Linked DNA regions of Oryctolagus cuniculus: region 1 is linked to region 2. Evidence: chromatin contacts called from public Hi-C data. All regions are on one chromosome and are shown on one strand. The core of a region is the stretch at or near the end of the contact, and the rest is flanking DNA. Distances in the headings are between cores, read along the strand shown.

The links. A called contact is a pair of places that touch in the nucleus more often than the background predicts.
Region 1: a Hi-C map of skin fibroblasts shows a contact between it and region 2, with 5 times the contacts expected there. The contact joins two enhancer-like sites. A contact is called at or near these places in 4 of 6 Hi-C or Micro-C datasets (ear pinna, embryonic fibroblasts, skin fibroblasts and 1 more).

Annotation. Positions count from the first base shown.
Region 1 is chr1:56,551,149-56,557,610 of mOryCun1.1, forward strand. No RefSeq gene overlaps it. Among named protein-coding and RNA genes, the nearest start is that of SWAP70, 38 kb to the left of the region's middle. Within about 2 kb of position 1,518, at least 4 of the 8 cell types and tissues checked have an H3K27ac peak or open chromatin away from gene starts, as enhancers often do. A contact at or near this core is called in ear pinna, where this site is marked.
Region 2 is chr1:56,447,815-56,454,412 of mOryCun1.1, forward strand. The region is part of intron 3 of SWAP70 (switching B cell complex subunit SWAP70); the gene reads right to left. Among named protein-coding and RNA genes, the nearest start is that of SWAP70, 65 kb to the right of the region's middle. Within about 2 kb of position 2,432, at least 2 of the 8 cell types and tissues checked have an H3K27ac peak or open chromatin away from gene starts, as enhancers often do. A contact at or near this core is called in ear pinna, where this site is marked.

The DNA of each region.
Region 1 (6,462 bases), core at 268-2,767, 100 kb after region 2:
GCAGCTGGGACTTGAACCAGCACCCTATGGGACGCCAGCGTTGTAGGCAGTGGCTTTACCACAGTGCCAGTCCCTAGACCAGCATTTCTTAATGAACTAAAGCTAGGAGCTTTTTAGTAAACATACAAGCCACAGAGCTGTTTATTTATTTATTTGTATGTATTTGACCAAGCGAGAGAGACATCTTGTCTGCTTCTTCACTCCCCAAATGCCTACAACGGCGAGGGCTGGGCCAGGGTGAAGCCAGGAGCCCAGAACTCCACCCAGGTCCCCCATGTGTTTGGGAGGACCCAAATACTTGAGCCATCACCTGCTGCCTCCCAGGGTGTGCAGAGGAGAGGGGACTTGAAGCAGGCCCTGAGACATGGGATGCGGGAGTCCTGACGCGGGGACTTAACTGTAGCGCCAAACACCTGCGCTCTGCGGAACTTCTTGCCAAGAAAACTTCACATCAGCCTCCAATTCAGAAATCATTTTAGGGGCTCCATGCGCCCCTACAGTGCTATGCACTCCAAGTCCTCCCTGTACTCCAGATTAAGATCCTCGAGGGACCTGAATAAATAGAATGCCTTCCATACAACATGTGCCACAAGGCCGCTACTTTTCAAGCTTGTTGTTAGAATTGTGAAAAAATCCGAACCCATCAGAAGAAATGCTCCCAGAGGGGCAGTGAAGTTCAAGGAATGTGCTAAAAAGGTCCTGAGCTCCTCAGCCAGGCTGCCCTCCAAATAGCCCCGGAGGGTCCCCGTCGCGCTTGGCTACCCCGGGGACCAGGCACCAGAGGGCGCAGGACTCTGGGTTGCGACGTCCAAGAATCAGGAACCCCGGGGTGCTTTTACGTTTTATTCCCCGGTTATGCCTGGGGTTTCCAGACACGGACTGTCGGCGCGTGTCCGGGTAGTCACCAGTGTGCCGGGTGCCGGGGAGGCACTAGGGTACTGCAGGTGCGCGCCCGCGAGCCGCCCCCCAGGGACCCCAGCGTGGGTGGCCGCGCCCGCCGGGGCTCCCCGCCCAGTGCTCTGCCCGCGAGCTCCCTCTCCTGGGCACCAGCCCAAAGCGGTGCGGGCTCAGGGCCCTGACCCCCAGCGCTCCGGCCTTGCGCGCCTGAGGACTCCCGACACTCTCGGGACGCGCGCGGTGGTTGGGGCGGGAGACCGCAGAGGGAGGCGGAAGTCGCCAGCCTCCTGGGCTCACGGCCAGCCGCCTCCCCATCCCGGACGGCCCCCGCAGCGCCCTCCTCCTCGCGGTGCCCTCCACCCGTTCCCTGAGATGCAGGGAAACCTGGTTCCGACTTTGGCATTCAAGCCTGGCGCAGGCCGCGCCTCTTCAGACCAGGTGTCCGGCACCTCGTGGGAGTGTGCACATCTGTGGAACGCACCAACGATTTTGCTTTTCCTGTTTGCCCCGTATGGGCCTCAAACACACTTGCAGCCGGGCGCCGCGCAGCAGGAAGGGGAGCAGTCCGTAGGCTGCGGGGAGGGAATGGAGAGAAGCGGGCGTCCCAGAGAGCAGCTCGGGAGTGAGCGAGAAAACCAGCGCCCAGAGCCGCCCTCCGCGCGGCCAGAGACCCTCAAGGGGGAGCCCCCACATCCCCGCAGGGTAAGCGCTCGGCTCCGCTGGGTACTGGAGACGTGGGCCCCGGAGAACCGCAGAGACGGAGCCGATCCACGGCAGGCACGGAGCGACAAGTCCCCCAGAGCTCGGAGGACGCGGCCCTGCCCCCGGCTTCTCAGATCTCGCGGGCCACGGCCGCCTGCAGGGGGCGACATGTTCCTTTGGCACTGCTGGGCTGGAGCTAAGACCAGAGCCAGAAGTAGAAGCTGAGGTCAACGGAAAGGAATGAGCCTGCACAGAAAGAATGCCGATGGGACAGAGAGAGAAAGAATGTTCCCAAACACGGCAGTGAGCAAGGATTAACCATGTAAGGGATGCCCGGGAAAGTGAGTGAAAACTCACAGGAAAGACAGTGCACCCAAATACAAACAAGTGGATTAAAATGCTGGGTATTTTAAAGAAGTCACGGGAACAAGACATTAAACAAGATAAAACAGCTATGTTTATAGATGTGTGTCAGCATCCTTAAAGCTTTGAAATAACAGAAAAAACTGCAAAGGAAATCCACAGGGGATCCTCTATAGAGTACCTCGCTGGAGTCCTGGCTTCCAGTCCAGCTCCCTGCAAATGCACCTGGGGGCACAGCAGAGGATGGCTCAAGTGCTTGGTCCCTGCCACCCCTGTGGGATCCTGGATGGAGCTCCTGGCTCCCGGGTTCCTCCTGGCCTAGCCTTGACTGTTTGGGCATTGGGGTGGGAACCAATCAATGGATGATCTCTCTTTCTGTCTCTCAGTCTTTTTTTCTGTCACTCTGTCTCTTTTGCTCTGCCTTTTAAGTAAATAAATAATAAATATGTATTTTAAAATAAATGACCCTTGGTATATCTAGGTGTGGTAAGGTCCTCCTATCCCTCTGTATATAGTCTATTGAGTGTGTTTCTCTAGAGAACTCCAATTAATACAAGCTGTTTCATCTCATAGAGCAGAAATGGCTGCAATTTCTTCAGAGTACACACCCCTGTGGCCAGCGCTGTGACGTACCAGGTAAAGACGCCAGCTGCGACACCGGCATCCCATATGGGTGCCAGTTTGAGTCCCAACTGCTCTACTTCCAATCCAGCTCCCTGATAGTGTACCTGGGAAAGCAGTGGGAGGTGGCCCAAGTGCTTGGGCCCTGAACCCATGGAGGAGACCCCGAAGCAGCTCTGGGCTCCTGGCTTCAGCCTGGCACAGCTCCGACACAGCTCCACCACCTACCTGAAGAGCCACCGCCTGCTGCCTCCTAGGGTGTGCCTTAGCAGGAAGCTGGAATCCGTAGCAGAGCCAGGACTCAAGCCCAGGCACTCAGATATGGGGCACAGCATCCTAACCAGTGATTGAACTGCTAGGACAAATGCCCACCCCGGTATCTTAGTCTCTGACCTTCTTGTCTCCAGTGACCCAGTGACCTTTGCCCTTCTTCCTGCTAGAGCCACTCCTTCCCTGTTCGCCCGCTGAGCCTGGTCATCGCCTAGAAGCACTGTGCTCTCCAGCACCCCCATCCTCCAACCACAGCCCCCAGTGCTTGCCACCCTCCCTGCCTCTCCTCCCTGCCTCCTGTTTGCCTGTGCGCTTCCATCTCAACACACACTGCACGGCAGCGGGGCGGGGCTGCCCTTGTCCGGTGAGCTGGTGCCAGGACCTTCAGCTTTGTGACTTCTGGATTCTCTGTTACACCACTGAAGTCACTCTCTCCCGGTGTCACCAGACTTCCTTGTTGCTAAACCAGAGGCAACTTCCGTCTGCATTTTCTCAGTCCTCTCTTCTGAGGTGACAGTATCTTCACTCCTGAACGCCCCTCCTCCGGTGTCCTCAGACGCCGGTCACCACTCATTTTATCTTCTTGGATGCCCTTTCTCCAGCTCCCTTACTAATTTCTTCCCCCCATCACTCCTGTAAACGTTGCCACTGCTGGGCTTCTGTCCTAAGTTTACTTTCTCTCTCTCTCTCTCTCTCTCTCTTTAAAAAAAAAAAATTATTTATTTGAAAAGCAGAATTACAGAGAGATAGGAGGAGACACAGAGAAGGATCTTCCATCCGCTGGTTCACTCCCCAGATAGCCGCAGCCGTCTGGACTGAGCCAGGCCGAAGCCAGCAGCTGGGACTTGAGCCTGCACTCACAATGGAATGTGGGCATTGCAGGCAGCGGCTTAGCTGGCTGTGCCACAGTGCCGGCCCCCTAGGTTTACTGCTCTTGTCATTTTATAAATTATTCTCATACCCCAGGTTTCAACAATCACTCAAATGCCAGTGATGCCCAAGTCTAAACCTCAGGCCTTGATTGCCCATTGGATATCGCCACCAGTCTACCTCTCAGGGACCTGGAAGTCGACGTGCCCAGAACTGAAACTTCTCTTCTCTCACCTGACCTGCCCTTTCTCCTCACGAAAGCATCACGCTCTGAGTAAAAACCTGGAAAAACACACAGGAAGACCAGCAGATGTTATCTCTTCCCAAAGCCAGGAGCCTAGAACTCCATCCAGGTCTCCCATTTGTGTGGCAGGGACTCAGGAACTGAGCCATCACCTGCTGCCCCCCATGGTGTACGTTAGCAATGAAGTAACACCTTGACAGCAGAGACTCCATTTTAGAGCGCCCGAGACTCCATCTTGAGAAAGCGCAAAGCACCCCCCACTGTGAGACTCTGGTCTGAAACTATGATCTAACCGTACACTGCATCCCACTTGGCAGAACAAACCTCCCTAGCATGATCGCTCAAGCTTAAAACAGAGGCTGCACCTGGATTAATGTTAAGACTGTAATTTGTCTATTGTCAAGATTGTAATTGATATTAGTTTCACACAGGCCTTAGGTCAGCTTGACCCTAGCAACCAGATATTCTCCCCAATCCTAGCAACCATGTAGTCCCCCTCCCTCCTGTGGTTTGGCCTTTATAAACCTTGTTGCTTTGAGCTTCTGGGTTGAGAGAGTTCCTTAGGGCATGAGCAGGCTCTGCTTTTATTGGTGTGTGGTGCTCCTCTATTTGCACTCCTCAGGCACAACAGCAGGAAGCTGGACTGGATGCGAAGGTGGCACTGGAAGCCAGGCTCTGTGATATGGGTTGCGAGTATCCCCAGGGGTAGCTGAACCCACTGAACTACCACACTTGCCCCAGGAAAGGATATATGAACACGTACTCATTATTACCAATTTAAGAGATATTAAAATGTCTTAGACGTTAATACATTCCATTTTTTAAAAAAATTTTTATTTATTTATTTATTTGAAAGAGTTACACAGAGAAAGGAGAGGCAGAGAAAGGTCTTTCATCTGATGGCTCACTCCCCAATTGGCCACAATGGCCGGAGCTGTGCCGACCTGAAGCCAGGAGCCAGGAGCTTCTTCTGGGTCTCCCATGCGGGTGCAGGGGCCTAAGGACTTGGGCCATCTTCCACTGCTTTCCCAGGCCAAAGCAGAGAGCTGGATCAGAAGTGGAGCAGCCAGGTCTCAAACCGGCACCCATATGGGAAGCTGGCGCTTTAGTCCAGGGCGTTAACCCGCTGCACCACAGCGCCGGCCCCAATACTTTCCATTTTTAAAGACTTTGTTTCATTTAAGAGGTAGAAAGAGAGAGAGCTGTCATCTGCTGGGTCACTCCTTAAAGAGCCAGAGCTGAGCTAGGGCCAAAGCTGGGTGGCAGGAATGCAATCCACATCTCCTCTGTGGGTGACAGGAACCCCGCGACTTGAGCCATCACTGCTGCCTACCAAGGTCTGCATTAGCAAGAAGCTGGAGCAGCTATCAAATCCTGGCACTGCAATGTGGCTCGGAGGCATCTGACCTGGGTCTTAACCACTGGGCTCCGTGCCCACTCCCTGAGCCTGCCTTCTGTTGAGCAAGTTGGTGAGTGGAAACACATTAGAACCTAGTTTCCTCCTAAGGTCCTGAGTCACTCACCTGTGGCTTCTCCTCCAGCAGGTGACTTGGAGAGGAAGGGCTGTGCCTGGGCCAGCTGCCCAGCTTGCACTGGCCGTAGACACGGCTCATGCAGCAGGGAGCAGAGTTGGGTGAGTGGAAACTGCGTTTGCCTGCACGTCGAGGAATGGTTTTGGCTTCATCGCAGCTAGCTCTTAAGCCTACTGTAAGAGGCTGGCTCACACGTAAGGCTGGACGTAGGTGTCTTCCTAGCACTCTCCAGTAAAATGCCCCAGATCACCTCCGAGCTGTGGGCCCCCAGAGGCAGGTGCCAGGTGTTAGCTAAGTGGACCGAGAGCTTCCTAGGAAGGGAGCAGCCAGCTCTGGCTGCAGAGTTTCCACAATGGGCCCACAGCAAAGCAGTGCCAAGAGGTGCGGCGCTTCTGGGGCACCGCTGTGACTGAGAATGCAGAGCAATCCCAGGTCTCCGAACCAACGAGGCTTTGGCTGTCATTCATTTAACCTACTCCTTGTGTCACCTGTGCAAGACAGAATTCTTGGAGTGTGGTGCAAGAGAGCCCAAAACTCACCAACTGCTTTGAGAAAGAAAATCAGGGGCTGGGATTTTTTGGAAATATTGAGTGTTTCAAGTAGCAGCTGAAGGGTCAGGATTCCGTGTGTTGCTTTAGCTGTCCCCGCTACAGCCCAGACGCCCCAGCGCGGCAGTGCCAGGAGCTGCCTGGCCTCAATCCCACCTCACCTGCCCCCAGCAGAGATGGCTGGGTCTCTTCTCCCTCTGCTCTGACCTGGCCTGGCCTGGCTCAGGGGCAGAAGGCACACTCTCAGAGGTGGGGCTATGCAAAGATCTGAAGACCACTCTTGATTCAATCAGCTGTGTCACAGGGACAGGGTCACATAGCACAGATCTGGCTATTGGGCTCCTAGCTGGGTGACAAGACAATTTCCAGGGTGGAAGGAATATTCGAATTACAATTACAATTAGAAAGCTCAAAT
Region 2 (6,598 bases), core at 1,182-3,681:
GTGTGGCAAACAAATGACCTACATGAAGGATCTCTATGAGTGAGATCCCAGTGGAAAGAGGGGCCCATCAAAGAAGGAGGTACTTTCCTCTGAAAAGAGGAGAGAACTTCCACCTTGCTTATGGCCCTGTCTAAATACTGACGGAGTTTGTGGACTCAAAAGGTTCCCAAAGCCTTGACAGCTCATGACAAGAACCTTGGGTGATCACTGATGTCATAAATAAGAATGTCAACTGTTAAATCAACAACAGGAGTCACTGTGCACTTACTTCCCATGTAGGACGACCTCTGTCCTTAATGAGTTGTACTAAGAGAATTAATGGTAAAATTTATCTTCAAACAGTAGCAACATAAGATGGCCCAAGTCCTTGGGCCCCTACACCCATGAGGGAGACCCAGACGGAGTTCCAGTTTCCTGGTTTCAGCCTGGCCCAGCACCAGGCCATCTGCAGCCATCTGGGGAGTGAACCACCATATGGACGATCTCTATAGAATTCTGTTTTTCAAATAAAATAAAATAAAATGCCAAGAGTTCTATTGATTTAATCCAATGAGTTATAAGCTCCTCTGGGACAAAGATAAACATTTTATACCCTAAAACAGCACATGGCACACTTCAACAAACATGTACTTTGTTGGAGAAAAACACACTTTCATTTCTCTTGTTGGAAATATATAATCTTCTGTTAAGCTTACCAGTAGACATAATGAGACATTTTCTTGACTCTTAACCAAGAAATGGATAGGAGGAAAAACAAAATGGCAGTAGGTGGTATGATACAGTGAACTAAGCTTCTACTTGGGACAGCCACATCCCATGTTGGAGTGCCCAGTTTGAGTCAGAGCTTCTCCACTTCTTATGCAGCTTCCTGCTAATGTGTCCAGGAGGCAGTGGATGATAACTCACGTACCTGAGTTCTTGCCAACCACTTGGGAGACCCAAATGGAGTTCCTGGTTCCTGGATTCAGGCTGGCCTAGGCCAGGCCATTGCAGCCATTTGGGGAATGAACCAGAGGATGAAAAATTTGTCACTCTACCTTTCAAATAAATAAATACAACTCCAAAAAAAAAGAAAGGAAGGAAATGGCTCAGAGGGAAGGAGAAAGGCAAGAAAGGGAGAGAAAAAAGGAAAAACTAAATAAAAGTCAAGAAGAGAAATAAGAAAGAATCAAAGAAAAAACATTAAGATAAATAACTGCTAGAGATAAAATAACTTGGTGTCATTAACACTGACAGAAGTTCATCAATCTCCACAAAGACTGCAAAAAAAAGGGCTCAGGCTGCCTGATTTCAACTTGGGGTAAAGGGAGTATGGGTACAACTAGAAGTTTTAGTAGTAAGGTCAAAGGAAGCTCATGTGTGACCACATGTATGTGGACAGGATGACTGCACACAGGGATGACAAGATGGTTCAGCAGGCTGATTGTTCAAGAGAAGAAACCGTCTTAGCTCTTCCTCATCTACCCCTCTGGATAAGCCCAAGTCCCTCACACTCTGAGCTTCAATCTCCTCTTCAATATCAGATTATTGTTCGTGCCTATTGGTAGCAAGCTCAGCTCCAGAGGCAGCTTCTCAGGTTTTTCCTGAACCTGTCTGAAGATGCCCTTGTGAAGGGCATCAACACTGTGCATCTATCTGCTCAGCATTCCCAGGGACTGTAACAGGTAATAAGAAAGACTCATTTCCTGTTGACTTTCAACACAATCATATACTTATCATAACCAAGTAACTTAAGGACCTTCTAACTCATTAGATTGAGCCAAAGAGAGACAAACAGTCCCACTCTCCACTATTTAATTATACTAAATAATAAATTACATGCTGCTGGGTTAGTTTCAAGTGGCCTGCATCAATTCTAAGAGCTCATTCAGTTTCAGGAAGCAGCTTACTTCCTCCTTCCAAGCAAGTTTCACCAAAAATAACAAAGAACAAACTTTCAGGCTGCATGTGATTTTTCAAGGCCTTCAGCTCCAAAATTTATTCTGTTAAAAGTTTTTTCCCTGTCATGATTAAAAAGGGTACTTATTGGCTTAGAATTCAGGTTATATTTCATTTAGGGTATCTTAAGCCTATTTAAGAGTTAAACTTTCATTGTATTAAAGCAAATCTTCCAAATAAGTCCAAAACACACACATCCTGTTTTGTTCTTGGTTCTGTGGGAAAAAAATACTAAGTAAAAACTATACTCTACAGACACTTATTTCCAGGAATAGCAGCTCAAAAAAAAAAAAAAATCAGGTAACCAACTCAAAGGGGAACATACTATTTCTTGACATCTGTGCGGTAGAAGCATCTTTTTTAAGAACAAACAAAAAAAAATTATTTTATTTGAAAGGCAGAGTTACAAAGATAGGGAAAGACAGAGAGAGATCTCCATCTGTTAGTTCACTCCCCAAATGGCTGCAATGGCTGAGGCTGGGCCATGAGCTTCATGTGGGCCTCCAACATGATGGGTACAGGGGCCCAAACACTTGGGCTATCTTCCACTGTTTTCTCAGGCACATTAGCAGGGAACTGGATTGGAAGTAGAACAGCAGGGACTCAAACTGGCACCCATATGGGTTGCCAGTGCTGCAGGAGGTGGCTTATTCGATACACAATGTTGGTCCCATGTAGAAAAACCTTAACCTCACTACATAAATTATTTAAATATTTAACATTCTTAATTTTTTAAGATTTATTTATTTGAAAGGTAGAGATGGGGGGGGGGAATTGGGGGTGAGAGCGGGGGCGGGGAGAGAGAGAGAGAATCATCCATCTGCTTGTTCACTCCCCAAATAGACACAATGACCCAGGCTAGGCCAGGCTCACCAGTACATGGAACTTTCTCTAGGATAGATCACATGCTAGGCCATAAAGCAAGTCTCAAAATATGCAAAAAATTAAAATCATACCATGCATCTTCTCTGAACACAATGAAATGAAACTGGAAATCAACTCAAGAATCTCTAGAACATATGCAAACATATAGAGACTGAACAAAATGCTCATTGGGTCATACGAGAAATCAAAAAACTGTTGAGGAACAGTTTCTTTTTTCATGCTCTGTTGAAATCTTTACTTAGTATAGAGTTAATCTTCTGTATATAAAGTTCATTGAAAATAGATTTTAGTAAAAAAAATAAGAATGGGAATAGGAGAGGGAGGAGGAAGAAAGATGGGAGAGTGGCTGGGAGGCCCAGGTACGATGGGAAGAATCACTATGTTCCTAAAGTTGTATTTATAAAAGACATGAAAAGTTTGTATACCTTAAATAAAAGGTTTCTAAGGGGACAAAAAAAGACACTCTAGACTTAAACAAAATGCAAATGATCATTATGGTAGGTGGCTGCTGGAAACATTAAAATTACCTTAAATTTGTAAGGCTTAAAAACTGTTGAAAGATTATAATTAAATCCAGGTATATAGTCATGACAAATTAAGACATTATAGGGCAGGCAACTGGCCTAACAGTTTAGATGCCAGTTGCGATGCCCCTGTCCTACACCAGAGTTACTGGGTTAAGTCCTGGTTCCACTCCCAATCCTAGCTTTCTGCTAATCTACAACCCAGGAGGCAGCGGTGATAGCTCAAGTAGTTGACGTCCCTCCACCCACATGGGAAAGACACGGATTGAGTTCCTGCTGCTGTCTTCTGCCCTCAGCCCAGGGCAGCTGCAAGCTTTTTGGGAGTGAAACAGTTGATGGGAGTTATCTGTCACTGTCTCTCTCTCTCTCTCTCTACCTCTCAAATATCTTTTTTTAAAAAAATATTAAGTGCGGCCGGTGCCGTGGCTCAATAGGCTAATCCTCCACCTTGCGGCGCCGGCACACCGGGTTCTAGTCCCGGTCGGGGCGCCGGATTCTGTCCCGGTTGCCCCTCTTCCAGGCCAGCTCTCTGCTGTGGCCAGGGAGTGCAGTGGAGGATGGCCCAGGTGCTTGGGCCCTGCACCCCATGGGAGACCAGGAAAAGCACCTGGATCCTGGCTCCTGCCATCGGATCAGCGCGGTGCGCCGGCTGCAGCGGCGGCCATTGGAGGGTGAACCAACGGCAAAGGAAGACCTCTCTCTCTCTGTCTCTCTCTCTCTCACTGTCCACTCTGCCTGTCAAAAAAAAAAAAATATTAAGTGCTAAAATTTATTACTTAAATGTATATTTTCATATTAAATTATTTTAAAATTTCTAAGCTCAAAACTAGTTCAAATATATTACTAAATTATTGAGAAAAGAAACAAAATCACAGCATATAATTTTCAAAATATAGTGTAGCCTTCAGATTGTAGTGTTTGGCAAAAGGCCAGGTGACATACTAAGAGCTCAAGAAATACAAATCCATGTGCTAAATCTCGGGAGGCTGGTTCGGCAGCCAGACAAAGCAATTCCACATAAATCTTTTCCAATGATCCCTTCTTTCACCACACAAGAACTCTAAGCCACAGAGGAATAATCTGTAAAACTAACTTCTAACCACAAGAAATGCTAAGGGAGTTAAGGCCATCAGAGCACAGAACAATTCCAAACAAGACACAACAAGCATGCTCCTGGCTATTCTAAGAAATCAAAAAGAGGCTGTTTTCTTCTTGAATTGTTTTGAAACAGGACAAAACATTCCCATTAGCCAACAAAAATGAAGGTGAGCATGCTTAAGACTTTGGAATGGGCAATGGGATATGGAGAGGACACACATCAAGGACCACATTCTTCAGTCCACCTAGACCAGAAAGCTTTTTCTTTTAACATTTTTTTAATAATTTTTTTCCATTCACCTCTGTTTGTCTGTATTTATTTATTTATTTGATAGGTAGAGATATAGACAGTGAGAGAGACAGAGAGAAAGGTCTTCCTGTTCACCCCCCAAATGGCCGCTATGGCCAGCGCTGCGCCAATCCGAAGCCAGGAGCCAGGTGCTTCCTCCTGGTCTCTCCATGCAGGTGCAGGGCCCAAGCACGTGGGCCATCCTCCACTGCCTTCCCAGGCCACAGCAGAGAGCTGGACTGGAAGAGGAGCAACCGGGACTAGAACCCAGCGCCCATATGGGATGCCGGTGCCACAGACAGAGGATTAACCAAGTGAGCCACCGTGCCAGCCCCTCTTTTAACATTTTATTTCAGAGTAGTTTTAAATGTACAAAACAAAAATTGTGAGGTAATTCTTCCCGGCCTTTTGGCTATGATCAGGTGTAAAAACTTTAAGGTAATATAAAAATAGTTCTCACATACTCTTTTTTTTTTTTTTTTTGACAGGCAGAGTGGACAGTGAGAAAGGTCTTCCTTCCGATGGTTCACCCCCCAAATGGCCGCTATGGCCAGCGCTGCGCCAATCCGAAGCCAGGAGCCAGGTGCTTCCTCCTGGTCTCTCCATGCAGGTGCAGGGCCCAAGCACTTGGGCCACCCTCCACTGCCTTCCCAGGCCACAGCAGAGAGCTGGACTGGAAGAGGAGTAACTGGGACAGAATCCGGTGCCCCAAGCAGGACTAGAACCTGGGGTGCCGGCACCACAGGTAGAGGATTAGCCAAGTAAGCCGCAACGCTGGCCCTCACATACTCTTCACTCCATCTTCCCCTACTATTAACATCTCATATTAGTATATTTGTCACAATTAATGAACCACACCCAACTTTCCTATTTCTTTTTATCCAAACTCTTTTTATCAACATTCTGTATTCAGATTGAGATTTTGTTTGTTTTTAATTTTAGCTCCCACATACAATGGAGAACATGTGGTATTAGTCTTTCAGTGTCTGGCTTATTTCACTCAACATGCTATCCTACATACAGTTCCATCCATTTGGCAACAAATGGCAGGATTTTATTATTTTCTATGATTCAATAAAATCCCATTGTGCATATATACCACATTTTCTTTACCCATTAATCTGATGATGAACACCTTAGTTGATTCCACATTTTGGCTATTGTGAACAGTGTTGCTATAAATGTGGTGAAGTAGGTAGCTCTTTGAAACAATGAATTGATGTCTTTTGGATATATACCCAGTAGTGGGATTGAAACATACAGCAGTTCTATTTCTAGTTTTTTAAAAAATCTGCATACTATTTCCCACAGGGGCTGCACTAATTTATATTCCCACCAGCAGTTTTTAAGAGTTCCCCTTCCTTCTCATCCTCACCAGCATTTGTTGCTCTCTGTTTTTTGGATAATAGCCACTCTGACAGGGCTGAAGTGTTAACTCATTGTGGTTTTGATTTACATTTCTCTGATGGCTAGCAATACAGAGCATTTTTCTTATATTTGTTGGCCATTTGTACTTTTTTTGAAAACTGTACATTCAGCTCTTTAGCCCATTTCGTAACAGGGCTGGTTGTTTTGTTGTTGCTGAGTATTTTGAGCAGCTGATATATTCTGGATATCAGCCCTTTGTTGGATAAGTAGCTTCCAACTATCTTCTCCCATCTGTCTCCTCACTCCACTGATTGTTTATGTTGCTGCAGAAGCTTCTGCTTTTGATATAATGCTCCTTTGGTTTTGCTTTTATTGATGATGCTTTGGAGTCTTAGCCAAGAAATCATCTACATCAATGTCTTGAAGTGCTTTCTCTATTTTTTCTTCGCGCAATTTCATCATTTCAGGTCTTACAATTTAGATCTTTGACCCATCT